Linked DNA regions of Triticum aestivum: region 2 is linked to region 1. A link is a contact called in public Hi-C data. All regions are on one chromosome and are shown on one strand. Each heading gives the region's core, a stretch centred on a gene start, on an enhancer-like site or on the middle of the called end of the contact. The rest is flanking DNA. Distances are from core to core; before and after follow the strand shown.

Region 1 (4,145 bases), core at 667-3,166:
CTGCCCTTATATAAATCCTATTCTACTATGTTTCATTGGTTGCAACTGTATACCACGAGCTCTCGCGCTTCTACATGATGAAATAAGGACCACATATGAATCCATCATGTAGTTCGGAAGATAACCTACAAAAAATTATGGACCTTTACTATGTTAAAAATACATTCATTCCGACAATTCCATAATTCTCAAAGCAATGCACATACTCTCACAGAGATACGTGCCTATATTTTAGGTGCCCATATTTTAGGCCCTTCCAGTCAGTTTTCAAACATGTTTGATATGCTAGAAGATGAGGGCAAGTTAAATGTCATAAATCGTAGCTAAGTAGCCAACGAGCACGCAATAAACAAATGGTGGACTATTTCCTCGTGATCATAGAAACAACATTTTTACTACTCTATCACCTATGCTTTGCCAGATTTACCTTAGTGAGAATGACACCGCTATTCACAAACAACATGTTATCGTGAATGTGATAGATTACCTGACACATTCCCGCCATCCATGGCGCATGCATGGAAGCGGGCCATGTCACCCTTTGCATGACCCAGTCCCTGAGTTTGAAAACTCTATGGTGGTTGACGATTCAGATGTACCAATTGTGTTTTTGTTTCATTAGAAACAATTCAGGATAGAAAGGTTCCAACCTCCGAGTAACGGGACCAAAACCCACAATGGTATCGAATGGTTAATGTAATCTATCTGTAGGAGACCACCTCCTCAATGCCCGTTGCGCTAGGTAGAGAGGCAGCACCCCATGGGCCAACCCAACAACCCTTTGCTAGGTAGCAAGGCAACACCATTCGACCGGTTCACAGTTGACCATTGACTTTTAGCACAAAATCTCATATTTGAATTATATTTGAAAATTTGAAAAAAAAATCATGGATTTCATGGATTTTAAGTAAGTTCCTGAATTTGAAAAAAATTCACGAACTTGGAAAAAAATCAAAAATCAAAAATAATATCCATGAACCTAAAAAGTCCATGAATTTGAAAGAACTTCCCGGATTGATAAAGTGTTCACAGATTTTCAAGAAGTTCATGATTTTTTTATAAATCATAGATTTGAAAAATGTTCATAAAATTAAAAATATTCACAGGTATAAAAGAAGTTCTTAGAAATTAAATTTTAAAACCGAAAAATAAAAACAAAAAAAAGTAAGAGAAATGAGCTGAAACCTTCCAAAAGCTCCCAAAACCTGTAATAGTACTAGCGTATATGGACCGGCCCATTACTAAGCTAGTGTGCGTGGGGTGTGTGCACCCCGTACACAAACGCATGTAACCGGCACTTGCGCGGGAGCTATATCTCGCATAAAGCGAGAGAGAAGAAGTGTTCGCCAAGGAGTCAGGAAGGCCCATTCCAACCCTACAACCCTTTGCTAGGTAGCAAGGCAGCACCAATTCGATCAGTTCACAGTTGACCATTGATTTTAGGAAAAAAAAATCTAATATTTGAATTATATTTGTAAATTTGAAAAAAAATCATGCATTTCACGGATTCGGGAATGTTCATGGATTTTAAGTAAGTTCATAAATTTGAATTTTTTTCACAAACTTGACAAAAATTCAAGAATTCAAAAATAATATCCATGAACCTAAAAAGTTCATGAATTTGAAAGAACTTCCTAGATTTATAAAGTGTTCACAGATTTTAAAGAAGTTCATGAATTTTAAAAAATCATGGATTTGAAAAATGTTCATAAAATTGAAAATATTTACAGGTCTAAAATAAGTTCCTAAATATTAAAATTTAAAACTGAAAATTAAAAGAAAGTAGGAGAAATGAGCTGAAACCTTCCAGAAGCTCCAAAAACTGGTAATAGTTCTACCGTATAGGGGCCGGCCCATTACTAAGCTAGCGTGTGTGGGATGTGTGGACCCGGTACACAAACGCCTGTAACCGGCACTTGCGCGGGAGCTATATCTCGCGTTAAGCGAGAGAGAAGATGTTTTCGCAGAAGCGTCGGGGAGGCCCATTAAGGCACATGCACATTAGCGCATAGGAAGAAAAATAGGGAGGGAAAAGGGGGGGGGGCTCCTATGTGACGCACAATACCTCATACAGCAGCTCGACGCACATGGTTGACGCACGACTGGCCCAGCCCACCAACCCGCTAGTTATTTTGTTTCCTTTCGCACGAGTACCAGGAATCGATCCCACGCCCGCACACTACAACTGCGAGCCATTAGCCACTACACCACACACCACCAACTACACATGAAGGTGCAGAAATTAAGAACAGACAACAGCGATGAGATTTGGAAAACATATTGTAATATTTCTCGAAAATTGCGAGCAGTTTTATGCTGCATTTTTTGTATTCCATTATTTGGGAAAGTGAAGATGATTTAAAAATGAAACACGAACAAAATTTACAAACCCCAAATAGATTCCTAAAACGCGAACAATTTTCAAAAATGTTTTGGCAAAACAAACAAATTATGAAAAACACGAATATTTTTTGAGATGCTGAACAGTTTCTAATTTATAAAAATGGAAAAGGGGAACATTTTTTAAATAAACACAAAAAAAGTTAAACAATGAAATTTTTTTAAATGCAAACAAAATTTGTATTGTACGCTTTTTTGCAAACGCGAGCAAAATTTTAAACATGGGAATATTTGTTCAAATTGCGAACAAAATGTTGAAATCATAAATATTTTTTAAAAAATAAACATTTTTCTGAAATGCTTAACAAATTTTGAAAACGAGAATATTTTCTGAAATTCCTGAACATTTTTTGAAACATGAACAAATTTCTGGAACTGTGATTTTTTTTAAAACAAGAACATTGTTTGAAATTGTGAACAACATTTATAAATGAGATCTTTTGAAATTGTGAAAATATTTTAAAAACCAAAATTGTTTTTGAAATTCCTGTATATTTTTTTAAGAAAGAACATTTTTTGATAATGTGAACAAATTTTTGAAGGAAGAACGTTTCTTAAAATTTCAAAAAAAGATTTTTTGAAAGCATGAACACTTCTTAAAATCACGAACATTTTTTTAACACCCAAAAATTTCTTGAAATGTTGTGAACATTTGGAACAAAAGCATTAGTGAATTTTTTTGAAAACAAGAACATTTTTAAAAGTTGCGAACATTTTTTAGTTTATGAACAATTTTTGAAAAACTACCATTTTCAAAATTTCGACCATTTTTTAAAGGCATGAACATTTTCCTAAATTTTAGAACAATTTTTTAACATGAACATAGTTTAAAAAAGATAAAATAAGATTGAAAAAAGAAAAAGAAAAAAGAAACAAAATACGCAAAAAAGAAAAGAAAGAAAAAGAAGAAAAAGTAACAGAAAAAAAAAGAAAACAGAAAACCCAGTAAAAGAAACAAAATACCGGTTGGCTAGTGGCGATTCTACGCGTAAAAACTGGGCCGGCCCATTACGTCCCTCGCCCGTGCGAAGCGCCGGAAGTTTGACGCAAAGGGCGTTAAATAGGATATTCCGAAAAATAGAGCTCCGAATCGATCCCTGGTGGGTTAGATAATGTCTGGTGATTCTAGCCATCGCGCGAACCTCATGTTTCTGTTTAGACAGGAGGCTCGATAAACTTGAGGTAAATCATCCAGATTTTTTTATTTTATCCTTTTTTACTTTTTTTTTGTTTTCTTCTCCGTTTTTATTTTTTGTTGTTACACGTGGTTTTCTGTTTTTTTCTTTGTTTTCTTCATGGTTTTTGTCCATTTTTCATTTCTTTCTCATTGCTTCTTATTTTTTCTTCGCCTTTTTGGCTTCTTTCTTGGTTTTCAATATATTTTTGTTTTCTACTCCATTTTCCTATGAATTGTTAACATTTTTCAAATGCTTTATCAACATTTTTCGAATCCAATTATAACATTTTTTTGAATGCATTGTCAAAAAAAAATTGTATACACGTTTAACATTTTCCTAATGCCTGATTAACATTTTTGAAATATTTTTTGAACACTTTTTAAAATTCCTGATTAATATTTTCATATACATGATCAAAAGATTTTTCATCATTTTTAATGCATGATTAACATTTTTCTATACACATTGAACATTTGTCAAATGCTTGATTAATATTTTTACAATACTTGTTTAACATATACATTATTAAAATTTTCACACCCATTGTGTATTATTTGTATACATTTT
Region 2 (4,145 bases), core at 688-3,187, 670 kb before region 1:
GTGCTGAGGTTCATCTTCCAGCAGATGGAGGTGCCCGGCAAGCGCAGGAGGGGTTGATGAACCCTGCGCTGTTTTATTAGCTCTAGTAGGGTGTATGCCTGCTGGTGGTGCCATTGTAGTAGGAGTCCTGACATGGGAGTTGTATTATCTGCATGACATTCTCTTCTTCAGATTAATGCTGTTTGTTCCAGAACTGACATGATCAGTATACTCAACAATAGCCTTTGGGCTTTGGCTGCTAGCGTGCGTGTAGATTGTGCAGGTGTATATTACCTCTCAAATTGCTTGTCTTAGATTTGGCTGCTAGCTAGCGCTAGTATCTATCTAGACAAATTTAAGACAAGTAATTCGGGGCGGAGGGAGTATTATATATGTATCTTTATTTTTCTGTGCAATGTTGTGAGTTGTGGTACCCGATCTTGTTGCGACATCTTCAGCGATCTTGAGCATGTGTCAGTTTGATAGTTGGAGAGCCAAAACGTCTTCTTTTAGAGCTGTTTGGTGAAAGCTGCATTTTTGCTGATCGGAAGATGTTTAGGTGTGAGAGAAAGAGAAGGTACTGAAAACAAGTTACAAGGGAACTTTGCTGGGTAAGGTTACTGATGCAGGCACTTCTGATGCATTGACATTCCTCGCAAAAGTAGGAGAGCTTTAGAATCACATTGGATGTTGTCCTTTTACTCTCGATGAATTTTATAAATGCATAAACATTTGGATGAAGACAATGGTTGGGATATTCATGGCACTAGATAACAAAATGCTCTAGGATGTTTTGCAGCTACCATGCAAGATTGCACCTTATATGTTACTCCCTCTGTTCACAAATATAAGATGTTCTACCTTTTTTCTCAATCAAATGTACGTTCACTCATTTAGTCTGTATATATAATCCATGTTGAGATATCCAAAACATCTCATGTTTGTGGACGTAGGGAGTATTTTTAATACTGTATCTTCATGAAAAGTTTGTGTTTCTTTCGAGACATTGAAAAGTTTCTGTTGTCTCACAGCCAAAGAAGATAAAAGCAGAACATGGATTTTTTTTTTCAAAGCTTGGACCAAAACTCCACTTCGGCCTGCTTGCCAACGAACAATATGACGGCCCAATCTATATTCTCCACTCGGTGCATACGGTTCAGCTCTTCGCGCCCAGCTTCCGACGCAGCGGCGCCCATCCGCACTGTTGCTGCAGCGGCTGGCCGCCGCACCGCCACTGTCCGGCCACGCCGTGCACGTCGCTCCCGTCCGCCTTGGAGGATCCGTCCCCCTTCACCAGAGGCAACCGGTCGATCGCAGCCGCGACAAACGTGGCCACCATCACCACCACCGGACCGGCGGCCACGAGCCCTCCCTCCGCGACGGCGCCGCCCAGCACGCTGCCTCGCGGCCCGGCCAGGAACACCGCGACGCCCGCCGCTGACGCCGAGGGAGACGGGAAGAAGCACCCTGCCAGGCTCAGGATCTCCGTCGTGCCCCGGAGCACCAGCGCCGGCTCCCTGAGCACGACGTCCGCGACGTGCCCGGCGGCGCCCAGCACCAGCGCGCCGCAGCGCCCCCGCCGCGCGAACGCCGCGACGCACGACAGGACGTCGCGCCCGGCGGGCACCTCCAGGACGTGGGCGCGCATCGCGCTGGGGCACTCGTGCGCGATCACCACGGGCGCCTTGGGCGCGCGGTTCTTGGAGGAGGAGATCTGCGCCGCCGGCCTCGGCCTGCACGGCTGCCGGAGCCTGTCCGGAGCGGCCGTCGTCGCGGCGGCTGCGGTGGCCATGCCCATGGTAAAAAGATTATTTTTGTGTGTGCTTCTGCACGTCCTTTGTGGAGGTTAATTACAGGGGTTAGATGGCTTTTTAAGGGCGGGGTCGGTGTTGTTCGAAGTACGAGTATAAGCTGTTAAGCAGGGAAATACGCGTGATGAGTAGTTTAGTGGTAAAGTGTTCGAACATCCTAACAAGCTCCCAACTGTACTGTGTGTGTGTTTTGTAAAACATTTTCCGCGGCGCAGAGTAGGTATGGCGCGTCTGTTTGTTGTGCGAGGTGGTTCATGTTTTACACTTTTACTTCATGTTTGGTACAGTACTAAAATTGCTTTGTGGGATGAATCATTCTCAAGAATCAATGGTCCTGCCGGCACCAAAATTTTCAAGTCAGGCTCCACACCGCATGTGTCAGAAAAAACATCCATTTGTCGAAATGGGCATATGGAAGAGCATATCAAAGGAACCGGGATCGATTCGTCCACTTAACAGCAGGAACCTAACAGATCTGTTCAGAAATTGGGGAGCTCCTACCTGCCGCTCTCTGCGGCAGGTCGTCGCTCGCACGCACAGGCGGTTTACGATTGGGCCGGCCCGATTGAGAACTGTAGGTCCAAAATAAAGACCCGATCGAGAACTGTAGCCAAAAAATTAAAGCGCCGAGCTGGGATTGAACCGAGAATCTCGTCCTAGCGTCAATGCGCTACTACCAGCAGACATAGCAAGCTTTAATACTCACAACACAGCGCAAACCTTTAAGCACAAACTACCGAGCACAGATCCGATTTTTTTGAAATTTCAAACGCATTTTTCAAAACAAAAAACAACCCGGATGTTTTGTGAAACGCAACTACTTTTGAATACCGTGAACAATTTTATTAAAAACTGCCACATTTTCGAAAATCATGAACAATTTTTTGATACGGGGAAATTTTTGTAATTCCAGAACAAAATTTCAAAAGGTGAAAAAATTAAACTCCCGAACAAAAATTGAAAACATTTAGATTTTCAAAATTTCAAAAATATTTTTGAAACAGGAACATTATTTGAAAATCCTGAAAAAATGGAAACAGGAACCTTTTTAAAATATTATGAATAATTTTTGGAAATGGGTACCTTTTTTGAAAAGTTGTGATAATTTTGAACGCAAAACATTTTTGAGCACTTTATTGAAATTTGCGAACAATTCTTTATACTAGAACATTTTTTGAAACTCCAGGAAAAAATTGAACATGAACTTTTTTTAAATTAGTGAACAGTTTTTGAAAACGGCAACATTTTCGAAATTCTGAACATTTTTTGAAAAGTTGTGAAATTTAGAACCAAAACATTCCGAACAATTTTTGAAAAACACGAACAATTTGTGAAAATCTTGAACATTTTTTGTATTTAAGAACAATATTTGAAAACATGATAATTTTTAAAATTACTGAAGAAACACGAACAATTTTTTTAAATCCTGAAAAAAAATTGAATTTAAGGAAAATATTTGAAAACACTCATATTTTTAAAATTATTAAACATTTTGGAGAAACACAAACAATTTTAGAAAATTAAACATTTTTCATAAACTGCAATATTGTTTGAAAATTACGAACAATTTTTGAAAAAACGAACATTTTTTGAAACTGCCGAACAAATTTGAAAACATGAACGATTTTTTATAACACGAACATTTTTTTGACATTTGTGAATAATTTTTCAAAAAACACGACATATAAAAAAATTGGAATAGGAAAAAAAAGCTAATATTGAAAAAAAAAAGAAACAAAAACAACAAATAGGAGGGAAAAGCAAAAAAAAAGAAACTAGAAACAATAAAATCAAGAAAAAAACAGAAAATAAAAGCAGGTTCAGGAACCTTCCAGAAGGTTCTAAAACGAAAAAAAAACATCTGGAACCACTAGAAGGTTCCCAAAACCGGATCGCTGCAACTATTAACGGTCCGGCCCAAATCACGTCGCTCGCTCGGGAAACTTGTGCGAAGCTTCGACAGTTTGACGCAACGTGCGTCACATAGGGTTTTCCCAAAAATTGGGACTGGCTACAGCCTAGTCGACCCAAAATAACTTATTGCATGCGGAACATCCAGCCCATTCGACTCAAATAACAATAAGAGTTTTTTTTGCGGGACAGATAACAATAGGAGTTAGGCCATGTTTGGTCCAGACAAAAAAAAATTACCAAGAATTTAATTACAATGAGCTGTTAACCTGATAACCCAAAAGAAGAAAAAGGGGCTCGCCTGAAGTTCTAATACTTGTGGTGGTGCCGCCATACAGAATAAATGAACAAAAAAGTCCTAAGAAAAAAAAATAACTACCGGCATTGTATCACCCTTAAAAAAATCAAAATATATAAAAATAGTCAAATAATGACAAATTTTTC

Evidence for each region. Hi-C and Micro-C count contacts between places; a contact is called where the count stands out from the background.
Region 2: a Hi-C map of leaf shows a contact between it and region 1, with 8 times the contacts expected there. The contact joins the promoter of LOC123078005 here to the enhancer-like site in region 1. A contact is called at or near these places in 4 of 5 Hi-C or Micro-C datasets (leaf and an unstated tissue).

The regions. Positions count from the first base shown.
Region 1 is chr3D:154,550,937-154,555,081 of IWGSC CS RefSeq v2.1, reverse strand. No RefSeq gene overlaps it. Among protein-coding and RNA genes, the nearest start is that of LOC123078002, 93 kb to the right of the region's middle. Within about 2 kb of position 1,916, at least 4 of the 8 cell types and tissues checked have an H3K27ac peak or open chromatin away from gene starts, as enhancers often do.
Region 2 is chr3D:155,219,735-155,223,879 of IWGSC CS RefSeq v2.1, reverse strand. LOC123078005 (AT-hook motif nuclear-localized protein 16) reads right to left here and starts at 1,937. Exons shown (of 1, transcript XM_044500389.1): 1 at 937-1,937. The coding sequence starts at 1,777. The coding sequence ends at 1,136. LOC123078004 (factor of DNA methylation 1) reads left to right here. Exons shown (of 7, transcript XM_044500388.1): 7 at 1-430. The coding sequence ends at 57.